Regions from separate parts of the Salmo salar genome. Here region 1 is linked to region 2. Evidence: chromatin contacts called from public Hi-C data. All regions are on one chromosome and are shown on one strand. The core of a region is the stretch at or near the end of the contact, and the rest is flanking DNA. Distances in the headings are between cores, read along the strand shown.

Region 1 (6,492 bases), core at 2,792-5,291, 71 kb before region 2:
CTGTATGTGTGGTATCAGGGCCGGAATAGCAAAATGTGTAGAATAGCAGGAACAATTCTTAAAAACTGCTAAATGTTCTCTTAGCCTCGTGGCAAAATATAAACAATAGGATGAGATGAGCTATAAAACAGCATGATTTTCTCTCTGACCCATGGCAAAAAGTGTGTGGTACCAGAAAATGTTTAAGCAATGACAGTGATCAACCTCTGTCCCATTGGTTCCACACTAATGCTCCATTGATTCCGATCGATTCTAACCCATTAATTAAGGTTCAATCCATCAAGTGTTTGACTGTGTGAGGTGCCAGTAAAAGTTGAAACAATGACAGGCTTTAAGCTCTTAGTGGCAAAACTCAACAAGCCCCGCCACTATCACTCCACTCCAGTGTTGTTTGTAACTTAAGACGCTCTCAGCTTTGTCCTCGTTTCCCAGGACTCCTAAATTAGAGGATCCTACTTTCTGTTCAGCCCACATGACCCCCAGGAACATAAAGGCTTTTAGAATGCAGTCTCACGTTCTAGAACGTCTGAAACATCACAGAGGTCGGAATGCCTTGAATGTGGAGAGGCGCAAGTCGCACCAGGGTGAATCTCACACCACCAACCCGGCACCACTAACACCTCTCCCTGTGTAAGTCCTGTTAAAGACTGAAGGACGATGAGAAAATCCACATGACTAGGAGGTTCATTTGTCTTGTTCCTCCTGGGTGTCCTACTGTCTCTTCACACAGAGCTAAATACCTAGAGACAAACCTTGGAAATGGTTCACAGTAGTACACACACATATCCCCACCCCCTAAATGAATTAGGAAAGCAATACAGATGACGTAGCGTAATAATATAAGAGATTACTCATCCAATATCAAACAACACCAGAAACTGGAGGATTTATGCTATTGATATTATAGCTTGTGTTTCCCACGTAAATAATATATAGGAACCAACTAATAGGCTAGACACAGGCTGTAGGAGGGGAGTTTGTTGAGATGCATGTTTACATATACAGTACAAACTGAATTCCTTTGATGTTGTTTTTCTGACACAAGAACTGTCTGGAAAGCACCGGAAAGAGCACTGATTGTTGTTCCAACTCTTGTTCCAATAGCAGGAGTTACAAATGTAGCCTATATTCAAATGTGTGACCAATAGAGCGAATTGGCAATACAGACAGACAGTGTGGTACATGGTCAACTTCTGAATCAACAACTAGCTCTGTCTCATGTCAGAATTAGACGTTCATCCAGGTTTCTCCAACGTCAAATTTCGAAGTTGTCGCAAACGTTGTTGTGGCAAAAGTGTTTAAGGTTAAGTTTAGGCATTAGCTCCAAAATCTTAAGGTTAGGTATTAACTCTGAACGGATAAGGTTTGAGAGGCTTAAAACTAAAAACTCAAAAACGACTTTCTATCGCTAGATTCGAACTTGCAGCCTTTGGAATCAGAGGAAAATGTGTACGCCCATCCACCACCCCCCCTAGCAAAAACGAAACCTACTTGAAGGTAACAGTGCTCACTGTTGCCCATAGGGGCCGGTTTTCACATCATCTCCTGACGTCCTCAGACATGGATGGACGTCCAATAGCGACTTGTATTACGGGTGACCTGGCTGGAATCAAACAGTCATAGCTGCTGTTCCATGTTCTCAACGGGGTATCTACCTATCACCCAAAACAAAAACAAGAATGAATGTGGTAAGGAGTTTCATATGAGGGGGCTGTCCATTTCTTCAGCTCCATCAACTCTAGAAATGAACACAACCAAATACTCAGCCAGAGTGTATCTCTTTCTTCCTAGAAATGACACTATTCTACAGTATGTACTCCTGTAGGCGAACATCTATCAATGAGTATGGCTGGACAGTTAATACACAAATTCAAGTCTGTTTTTTTTTATATAAACACTTACCTGAAAGTGAAAATTCTCATATGGCTGTTAAGAAATTCAGAAGTCAAAAGGGAAAAAATGTAAAAGCGATTGGCGGGTCTGGGTCAACTTCGTCCTTTCAGACTGAAAATAAAAAGCCATCTTTGTCCCTCTGTCTCTCTCTGTGTGTGTGTGTGTGTGTGTGTGTGTGTGTGTGTGTGTGTGTGTGTGTGTGTGTGTGTGTGTGTGTGTGTGTGTGGTCAGTAATGTTGTGTTGTTGGGGCGGCAGCAGTCAGGACAGTTTGGCTTCCTGGCACTGTTCTGTTATTGCATGCTAGGCAGAGACAGCAGGGGGTAGGCTTCAGCAGAGAGGCAGCAGTAGTTAATCACACACACACACACACACACACACACACACACACACACCACACACACGCGCACACACACACACACACACACACTGCATTATTTGCTCAGGGCTAGTGTGGTGCAGTGGGGAATGCAGTCTGTGTCAATGTTAGACTCCGTGGCAACACTTTTGACAGTCATATTCAGATAAAGACAGAGGCAGAGCAGGGCTTTGTCAAGGACAGAACAGCTGAAAAAACTCTGATGAATTGGTTTACTTTTATACTTAGTCTACATCAAAAGAGCTTATTTCATGTAGTAGTAGTGTCCAATACAGTTTACCTGCATTTGGTAATCACGCTAGTGACTTCACTTTCAAACTGAAAGCAGCTATGAGACAATTATGAAGACAAGTTTGATACTAGTTTGTAAACCAGTAATTCCATGCTGAAAATGCACTCACATGCATGCGCGCATACATCTAAGGGAAGAAGTTTTCCCGCATGGATCGATACTCTGCACATTCCACGACTGGTGTAATAAACTTGGCAAAAACGTGTTATTAACGAAATAGGGCCATACATTCTCAACTCGATCACGGACGACATATTGAGTTCTTGTGAGGATCTACAGAACATTACGCGGTTTTACGAAGGCAAATAATAATGTGTATGAAGGCAAATAATGAGACTACCGCGCCTGTTTGAACATCGATCCAGCATTTTCCCATTCCTTGATTGAGGATTCGAACACTTCACTCTCATTCGATCTTTGGATTGTCTTATTCGAACTGCGACTTTAAGATTCCTGAAGGTATTTTTCTGAAACAAGTAGTATGCTTCTAGCCTCCTGGAGCACGTGCCTAGTTCCTGAATATCTACAGATGTTGACATTTTCATGCTCCTTGTCCTCGCTCAGCCATGGTCATAAATAACATTTCACTTTTAGAATCCGATTGCGCTCTGGACTATGAATGGTTTTATGCAGGATCACCTGTGACATTCCTATTGAGGTTTCTTAGCCTGATTATACACATGGAGCAAATAGCCTACTAAGCAGAGGGACCGCTATATGTTCAACCTAGAGAAATTAAACAAACACTGGTTTGAATAAACATAGAGGTGTAATTTATCGGTCAGAGAGGTGCTATTCGGCTATCTGGCAAGAAAAACGCATGGCAGAGTCAAATGTTTTCGCTTACCTGCGGACTTGACTTGCCTGGCAACAGCAATTCGCGCCCTCCAAAACAATATAAAATAACTGGGTCCCCAAAACAAGATGTTTATGTTATTTATCCCACGCCCGACAAACCGACAGGTTCATATGGAAGCCTCGAGAAATGAAGCTTTGATGCGGAGTCCCAGCAGCTAGCTTTGATCCGTTGCTCTGGACTCGCAGCGAGGTGAACTGGTAGAGGAACGGGCGAATAGTGAGCTTGAAGCTCCCGCAGCGAGGGGCGGAACTCCCTAAACTATAGGCCTAATAACCTATACGCAGAGTCGCAGACTATAGTCTTGCCACATTCAAGTGGCTGTAAAGTGGTTTTCGGCTACTAGGTTCACTTTCTCTGCTCGCAACATATCGAGCCGTGCATCAGTGGCTTTCCCAGGGGCAAGGGCATTTCGCTTGAATAGGCTATAGGTGACGCGCGTAATATAATATAGTCTAATTGTTAATTTTACCCTATTTGTGAAGGGCGGGAGAAATAAGATGAAATAAGGTATTTTCGTGGTCACCATATCTATAGGCCTGGCCGCCTGGGGATGATGTTTATCACATGCGTATAGCCTATGATAAACTGCATAATTATTATACTAGGAGGGTATGTGGGAGATAATCCCAAAGTAATTAAACACGCATTTTGGGCAGCTCCGGGGATGGTTTTGAGTCCCCCCCGGTCCGGCTCTGACAGGCAGTGCCTTGCTTGGATGAGTGCCCCCCGGAGCTCCTGCTTCTGTACTGAGAGAGAAAGAGAGAGAGACGGGAGGAGCCGTGTCGTGCCCCCCGCTGAGCCTCATTATGACCCGGGCCAAAGGAGGCCAAACTCGGCATGGTCAGTACCATTCAGCACCATCCCATTCCACAACTGAAAGGTGAAACATCACTGTCAGCGAAAAGCTTAGTCAAAACAACAGCCTAACGCGCGACAACGCACACTAGTCTCCGCACGCACGCTCGCGCTAACGCACACACATACACACAGTTGAGTTGTTGCCCCAGGGACCTATCTGTCTGTGAATTGTCTTTCGCCTGAGCAACCCACGATTAGGCTAATGTCCTGATAAGCGATGAGTCATTTAATTATGAACTTTCAATGGAAATTCAAAACACTTGTCATCTCCCAAGGAGCATCAGCTGTAGATGGGCCTAATTGAATTGTATGCACAGCAGTGGAGGCTGCTGAGGAGAGGACGGCTCATAATAATGGCTGGAACAGAGCAAACGGAATGGCATCAAACACATGGAAACCCTGTATTTGATACCACTCCACTAATTCTGCTCCAGTCATTACCATGAGCTCATCCTCCCCAATTTAGGTACCACCAAGCATCATTGACTATCAATGTATGAACTGTAGAGAAGAATGGTTAAAAAGGAGAGGACATGTACTGGCATACCAATATAGTACTGCTAGGTTTATCTACATAGTCTGGTTAAAGTTTGGGTAAATCAAATTCCATGTTATTTTCCTTTTTTGGGACACAACCTAACAGCCGCTCGCGTTGCGTGCGCATGCGTTGTAAAATAAATGTAGAAATGTATATTATTCAATTATTGCACCCACACTGCTCGCACACGCCAACAAGCATCTGTGTTGCCAAGGGCTAAAATAGATGTCAGTTCTATTTGTGACGCAGATCGCGCTGCAAGTCCTGCCTCTCCCATCTCCTCATTGGTTTATAGAAGCAGGTACCCACGTGCCATCTCCTCATTGGTTATACTCACGTGGGTGACTGAAGACGAACGAGGTCAGTGGCGGTAATGCACCTAATTTATGAAAGTTGCCAATTGCAATATAAAGTCAAGAGAAGAAAAAGCCTGGAAGGAGGAGAGATGACTAGAAACGATTCGGTTGACCGTTTTATGTGTGGATTAATTGGCGGAGTAGAGGACCTTGTGCATTTCAGGTAAAATAACTCAATGTTTATATCCCAGGACAAATTAGCTAGCAACAGCAAGCTAGCTAAATAGGACAAATTAGCTAGCAACAGCAAGCTAGCTAGCTAAATTGCCATAAATTATTAATGCTTTTCAACCTGTCCCCAAATTAATATAATTGGTTCTGGAGTTGTTTTGATATTTTAACCTGCGTGTCGTGATCATGTTTGGTGTGGGGGGACAAAATACATTTATGCACTACACAAAATGCCTCATCATGACAAAGCAAAAGCAGGTTTTTAGAATTTTTTGCTAATTTATAAAAAATATAAAACAGAAACATCACATTTACATAAGTATTGAGACCCATTACGCAGTACTTTGTTGAAGCACCTTTGGCAGCGATTACAGCCTCTAGTCTTCTTTGGTATGAAGCTATAAGATTGGCACACCTGTATTTGGGGAGTTTCTCCCATTCTTTTCTGCAGATCCTCAAGCTCTGTCAGGATGGATGGGGAGCATTGCTGCACAGCTATTTTCAGGTCTCTCCAGAGATGTTCGATCGGGTTTAAGTCCGGGCTCATGGACATTCAGAGACTTGTCCCGAAGCCACTCCTGTGTTGTCTTGGCTGTGTGCTTAGGGCCGTTGTCCTTTTGGGAGGTAAACCTTCGCCCCAGTCTGAGGTCCTGAGCGCTCTGGAGCAGGTTTTCATCAAGAATCTCTCTGTACTTTGTTCCCTTCATCTTTGCCTCAATCCTGAATAGTCTCCCAGTCCCTGCTGCTGAAAAACATCCCCACAGCATGATGCTGCCACCACCATGGTGCCAGGCTTCCTCCAAATGTGACTTTTGGCATTCAGGCTAAAGAGTTCAATCTTGGTTTCATCAGACCAGAGAATCTTGTTTCTCATTGTTTGAGAGTCTTTATAGGTGCCTTTTGGCAAACTCCAAGCGGGCTGTCATGTGCCTTTTACTGAGGAGTGGCTTTCGTCTGGCCACTCTACCATAAAGGCCTGATTGCTGCAGAGTGCTGCAGAGATGGTTGTCCTTCTGGAAGGTTCTCCCATCTCCACAGAGGAACTCTAGAGTTCTGTCAGTGTGACCATCGGAGAGAGAAAGAGAGAGAGACGGGAGGAGCCGTGTCGTGCCCCCCGCTGAGCCTCATTATGACCTGGGCCAAAGGAG
Region 2 (7,220 bases), core at 4,607-7,106:
CTAGCCTGCCTATATATACTGTATTGTCTATTTTTTGTTCAACCCTGGGTTGAATTGAAACATTAGTTGTTACTAACTTCACAAATGCTATACAGGCCTAAATAGTCTCAATGATGATATATGATTTATAACGTATGGTTCCATTTCATTTGCTCTGTTAAACCTACTCTTTGGAATGACTTTGATAGCAACAGTGAATATATTTAGGTATTAAGAGACCTCTCAATAATCATTCTCACGATAGCACATTGGTAGTAAGCGACACATGTAAATTCTAAGCAGGTTTGGGCTTGGTTTAAACCCTGGATGGGAGACCGAATAGCTGTAGAAGGACAACTATCCAGTAAGAGATGCTGCCCAGCCTATTTCATTTTTTTCTCTGATAGTGGATATAACGTTGACGATCTGACATTGTTTTAAAAGTACAAATCCAACGAGGTTTGTCTATATTGAAAATTGGTTGCAATGATGACAATTCTGTGGTTGAAATTCCACCCTCAAAACAACAGTTTATGTTGATTACTTTTTTCAAATCCAAAGTACAGTATTTTCCATGTAGATTCCACGTCACAGTACGTTGACAAGTTGCGTTGAATCAAAGTTGATTCAACCAGTTTGTGCCCAGTGGGAAGGCAGGCTCTCTTACTGACCTGAGTTTATCAGCGTTGCTAAGAGAAATGCAACCCTGCCCTACTGCTCAGAACACAACCCACATCTTCCTGTTCCTGTGTTAGGAACAAAGGCCCTGGTTCATATTCATTAAAGCATACCGTTGAAAAACGTTTTGCAATGGAAAGTGAAAAACAGCATTTCTTATTGGCCAAGTTCAGGTAGTCCGTCCCTGTTTGAGTCTGTTTTCTTCCATTTGGTGCCTAATGCAGATGACCCTCGGGCGTGGAGAGCAGTGACGGGTCAGTGTTGAGGGCCTCTTCATTAAAACACGGCTCAAATTGCTCTTTCTCCCCTTCCTGCCATTCATACAGCAGGCTCTGCCCTCCCTGTCCTTTATCCACTTCCTTCCTGCAGGCAATTAGAAGTGAGAGACGTTACTTTACTCTGGGCCAGGTCTCAGTTCCGCCTAGCTCTGACTGTTGGTAGGAGATGAGATATCCTGATGACACCTCTTCGTTTCCATTGTCTAAATCCTTGAGCGCTTGAGAGGCGGATGGGGCTCGCGTCAGACACGGGCAGGGTGGTATGGTAAGGAAGGGGGGAACAATTGTGGGCTTAAGGTTAAGTTGGAAAAGCTGGATATACAGTAGCACTACTTCTTGTATGCAACTACATTGAACAAAAAAATTAACGCAGTATGTAAAGTGTTGGTCCCATGTTTCATGAGATGAAATTAGGGTTGTGGCGGTCACGAAATTTCATCAGCCGGTGATTGTCAAGCTGTTGGTCTCACGGTAATTGACCGTTAATTTACATAAACACATTTAGCATCTCCTGGCTTCCCAAAGCCACTGATGCAGACCTTTGGAACCTCTACATTTTAAATTGTCTAATAAATCCATGTAATATAGCCTACACCTTTACAATAAATCCATTATTTATTTTAGACAGGTCAAAATAAATATGATATGAAGAAAATGTAGTCTATTTCAGAAGAACAGAATAGCATATTCTGAGTTGTCCTAAAGTTAGGTTCTGATCTGGCTATGCCATATGGCTGTGGGCTGCACTAGTTCATTTAGCAGACAAGATTTCCTTGGAATTCCATGGCATTATTTTATATTATTTTATAGTACGAAGAATACAATTGAACAAAGCTGAATTAAATAGAAAGGATATTTTTCCCAAAGGATTTGAGCGAGTATGCAAATGCTGCTATTCTGTGTTGAGTGGTTAGCAAAGAAATAGGTACTCCTATATGCTTAATTTAGAGTTATTAATGTAACTTTAGTTGTTCTACAAACGTTAGGCTACATGTTTCGATGTTTAATACATTGTAAGGCTGCATGATGCGACTCTAATGATGATTTGAAAAAAGTTGCTTGAAGGCATGAGCTCTACTTTGTTTTTTTGCGCAGGCTGTACACACTACATCAGTCTCTCACTCACAATTTGACAAGCACTTGATAATGCTTGGAATTTTCCTGTGGCATCCCCTTTGTGTGGCGGTAAGGCACCCTAAAAAAATCCATGTCTTTTGCGGCCAGTGGCCATTGTGCCCTTGGCCCAGAGTGCTGCGTTGTGCCCTTCTCCCTGAGTGCTGTGTGCCCTGAAGCACCTCTCACTCACATGGCTCCCCATCACATGATCAGGTCTTTCTCACAGGCTACAGGTGAAGAAAGACACATCAGGGATGTAACTGCATACGTCCTTATCCAATTCCGAGGTGCGTATTGAAGATATTGGAAGAACTGTCCACATTTACTATTCAACAGCCAACAAGATGAGTAGGCCTAACAAACAGCAAAAGCACTAGCCTATGTCAATATACTATCCCCCATAGTACAAAAGTTGACCTATTTTATTCTGTGCGAGAAATAAATATTCCAAACAGTCTGGGTGTAATGACCGATGCTGGAGATGAGAAGCAGGTATGGGGAGTCAAACATTTAATCAGGAACAGACAGGTAACAGAACAGGAACAGCGTCAGCACACGAGTAAACAAAGGCAAATTACAAATAATGCTGAAGCAGGGAACAGAGCGGGAAACCAGACAGATATTGGGAAGGTAATGCGGATGCGCGTGACGGGGGAAGGCAGGTGTGCGTAATGATGATGGCAGGAGTGCGCAATGCTGAGGAGACTGGCACCCTCCGAGTGCCAGGGGGGAAGAGCGGGAGCAGGCGTAACACTGGGACAGTTGTTGGATGCGATAGATCTCAAATTAATACAACCACTAGCATAAAAAAAAATGTTTTATGCAATGTGGCTAACGGATCAGATCAGAACATTTAGCGTAAAAGTTGATCAACCTATAAACGCAGCAATGGGCACACGGCAGTAGGCTATAAGCACGAATGTGACAATTATCATGCACCTGTCTTGAAACAGGAGCAGGGGAAAAAACATCTATGCACTTAAATAGCAAACGGAGGACTCTTTTCCCATGATTCATTTCCATGCCAGCCAGGTAGGCTATAATCCTGTTGTAAAGATAAGCAATGTGCTTTAATATTAGAATTGTTGAGAAATAAATATAGTAGGTCTAGCCTGTAGAAAGCTGATGGGATCCTCCTCTTTTTAATAGAGGCCATCACTCTGTTTTCTCATGCTATTACATAGCCTAAATAAATGTTGCACAACATGAGCTCATGGGCTCTCATGAAGATTAGATTTTCGATTACATTTGCGTTGATGTCAGTGATTAGAGGGACGATAGAGTGCTGAGTACCAGGCACGTAGCAAGTTTGGAAGGCTACTAATGACCATCAGCTACATCAGAGCTTGGAGAAGCCTAATCACTGTGACTAAATGGTCACGTGGAATATGACTGCCTTCATGACTTGTGACCACCAGTGTGGTGGTAATACCGTTACCGCAACAGCCCTAGCTTATTTCTCAGGGAGGGGGCAATTGGCATGCTGACTGCAGCAATGTTCACCAGAGCTGTTACCAGAGAATTGAATGTGAAGTGTGGCGGTAAAGTGTGCTCTTCACAGATTAATCACGGTTTCAATTGTACCAGGCAGATGGCAGGTATGACATCGTGTGGGCTAGCGGTTTGCGGATGTCAGCATTGTGAACAAAATGCCCCATGGTGGTGGTGGGGTTATGGTATGGGCAGGCATAAACTATGGACAACTAACACAATTGCATTTTATCGATGTTAATTTGAATGCACAGAGATACCGTGACGAGATCCTGAGGCCCATTGTTGTGCCGTCACCTCATGTTTCAGCATGATAATGCACGGCTCCATGTCACAAGGATCTGTACACAATTCCTGGAAGCTGAAAATGTCCCAGGTCTTCCCTGGCCTGCATACCCACCAGACATGTCACCCATTATGCATGTTTGGGATACTCTGGAACGACATTTACGACAGCACGTTCCAGTTCTAGCCAATATCCAGGAGCTTCGCACAGCCATTGAAGAGGAGTGGGACAACATTCCACATTGCCATAATCAACAACTCTATGCAAAGGTGATGTGTCGCGCTGCATGAGGCAAATGGTGGCCACACCAGATACTGACTGGTTTTCTGATCCACGCCCCTACCTTTTTTTAAGGTATCGGTGACCAACGGATGCATATCTGTATTCTCAGTCATGTGAAATCCATAGGTTAGGGCCTATTGAAATTATTTCAATTGACAGATTTCCTTATATGAACTGTAACTTTGTAAAATCTTTGAAATTGTTGCATGTTGCGTTCATATTTTTATTCAGTGTATTTCCCTCCAAGTGTACAAGTGTAAGAGTTAAATACAGTGTGATGCGTGTTTTTAGAAACCAAGTATGTTGGCCTAAAGGCCTTACCATTCATTTCTCCTTTTTGAATTTATTGTTACATACACTGGATAGATGCAGCGAAATGTGTTGTTTTACAGGGTCAGCCATAGTAGTACTTTGCCCCTGGAGCAAATTCAGGTTAAGTGCTCAAGGGCACATCAACAGATTTTTAACCTTGTTGGCTCGGGTATTCGAGCCAGCTTCCCGAAAAAACATGAATGAAAAAACAGGAACAAAGGCTCCAACGCTCTAACTGCTAGGCTACCTGCCATTGGTGGTATATGTCAAGTCTTGTGGACCAGGAACATTACAGTTTATATGTAGCCTTGAGTATTCTACTGCCCCCATGGGAGTCATCCGAGTCGTCTTCCCCCGGTCCTGATCCTGATCTGGCGTCTTTCCTTCTGCTAACTCAGGGTTTCCTGACCTCCTTCCTTATCGGAACAGAGTGTAACTAAGTACACAACAGTTGATTCTGTTAATATCAAATGGCACCCTATTCCTTAGTGCACTACTTTTGACCAGAGCTCTGGTTAAAAGTATTGAGTTCTGGTCAAGAGTAGTGGACTATAAACAGAATAGGGTGCCATTTGAGATGGCGAGAATATCTGAGGTTAAAACTACTCAACTTCCAACTTCCCTTTGTTTGTAGATATTGTAGTTTCTCCATCGAGTTAAGAGAAGGGAGTTTCTTTATGGTCCTATAAACCTGGCGGCCCCAGGCTCAGGCAAAGACACTAGGATAAGTATTAACAGCTACTGTATACTGTAGCGATTTGTGCATTCCATCTTTACAGAGACCATACTGTATTTTGTCCTCAGGCCTTTCTTATGTATGTAAGAAAGTCTAGTACTACTGAGTATTTTGAATGAGTATGGGAACATTTCACTGAATGTTTAGCCTTCAACATCATAGTACCCTCGAAGCTCATCATTAAGCTCGGGGCTCTGGGTTTGAGTCTGAACCCCGCCCTGTGCAACTGGGTCCTGGACTTTCTAACGGGCCGCCCCCAGGTGCTGAAGGTAGGGAACAACACTTCCACTACGCTGGCCCCCGTACTACACAATGAGGATGAGGAAGGGATTTGCTGTTTGGGATACGTTTTCAAAAATGTGAATTCACACAAAATGTGTCTGGACCCTTCTCTAACATGCCACAAGAGGTGGGACCAAGTCCCTATTTTTTAAGCCACAAGCATGTCTCACGTCACAAGGTCCATGTCTCAAGTCGAGTCCCAAGTAGAGTGGGTCGAGTCTCGATTCGAGTTCAAGTTGTGCATTCTAAGTGCAAGTCAAGTCGAGCTGAGTCACAAGTCAAGTAAAAAAAATAAAAAAGCCACAGGCCTAATGACACCACTGCTCATGGGCACTTGATGTAAAATGTCAAGCAATTTTGACATACCAAAAGACCAGTTGGCCTATGCTAGTATCATCAGTCTCAAGTCTTGAGGCTCCAAGTCCAAGTCATGTCTTCAAGTTATGGGTTAGTGTTAGGGTTATGTCTTCAAGTTATTTTATTTTCTATCAAGTCGAGTCTCAAGTCATCAAATTTGTGACTCGAGTTAGACTCGAGTCCAAGTCATGTGACTAGAGCCCACACCTCTGCCATTTACATAAAACATTTAGATTTGGTTCTAAAAAAGACATTCTCCTTTAACACATTTTGACAATTCATGTGTAAGAACAACGTGTTCCTAGTTCCCTTCCCACAGCAGCTTTCTGTAAAGGTCGAGCTGCAGCTGAGCTGACAATAGACTAGCGAGACATCCTGTACTCCTCTTCTCTCGCTCTCTCGCTCTCTCGCTCTCCTGTACTCCTCTCTTTGAGGCTGAGCCCGTTACGTAACAACCCCACCATGGCAAGCCTGACTGGGCATGAACAGAGCTCCTTCTTCCCCTTTCTCTGCATCACAAATGGCACCCTATTTCCTATAGAGTGCACTACTTTTGACCAGAGCCCTATTGGTAGAGGGGCAAAAGTAGTGCACTGTACAGGGAATAGGGTGCCATTTGGATGCTGTCCTTGTTATGTTTTACTTATCAGACATTGTCTCTTTTGGAATGTAAAAAGCCTATTCTGACTGTACTGCCACTGGCAGAACTCTCTCACCCCTGTCTGTCTCCCAGACAAATACCTTCCTCTTCTGACTTCAATTGGAAAAATTAAACAAGTAACCTCTCATCTAACATTATAAGCCAGCTTGCCACACACACACACACACACACACACACACACACACACACACACACACACACACACACACACACACACACACACACACACACACACACACACACACACACACACACACACACACACACACACACACACACACACACACCAGCTCTAGGTTTGGCAGGAGCTGTTCGCCTTATCTTCCTCTTCTATCAATGATTGATGACAGTTTTACGAGACTGCTCTTTGCAGTTTTCTTCCATTGAAGGGCATAGTTTTCTGTTGTATCTCCCATGTTAAAGAGAGAGAAGACAGGTAAAGAGAGGTTATGCCTATCGTACAGTACACCAGCCAACCCTGCAGGCCAGACAAAGATGTACATGTTATCCGTGGCAAACTCAGGGCAACATGTCTTGACAGAAAGATCTGTTGAAACTTCCAGGTATTGTCTCTCTTATGTATGTCTTGTCTCTTTTACCTGGGCGCAATATGCTTGTCCAAAGCATCTCAGCTACCATGGTAGGTTTTGTTTTGAGTCAGAGAAAAGTCTTCTAGTCAGGAAGAATCATAAGGGTGGAACGCAAAAGGGTTCAACCTGGAACCAAAAATGGGGTTTTCAAAGGGTTCTCATATACTGTGCA

Evidence for each region. A called contact is a pair of places that touch in the nucleus more often than the background predicts.
Region 1: a contact with region 2 is called in a Hi-C map of gill, with 1.7 times the contacts expected there. The contact joins the promoter of LOC106561388 here to the enhancer-like site in region 2. A contact is called at or near these places in 2 of 3 Hi-C or Micro-C datasets (gill and muscle).

Annotation. Positions count from the first base shown.
Region 1 is chrssa01:124,521,002-124,527,493 of Ssal_v3.1, reverse strand. LOC106561388 (inactive tyrosine-protein kinase PRAG1) reads right to left here and starts at 4,041. Exons shown (of 8, transcript XM_014125317.2): 1 at 3,410-4,041; 2 at 1,492-1,655.
Region 2 is chrssa01:124,450,922-124,458,141 of Ssal_v3.1, reverse strand. No RefSeq gene overlaps it. Among protein-coding and RNA genes, the nearest start is that of trnat-ugu, 33 kb to the left of the region's middle. Within about 2 kb of position 5,856, at least 4 of the 13 cell types and tissues checked have an H3K27ac peak or open chromatin away from gene starts, as enhancers often do. A contact at or near this core is called in gill, where this site is marked.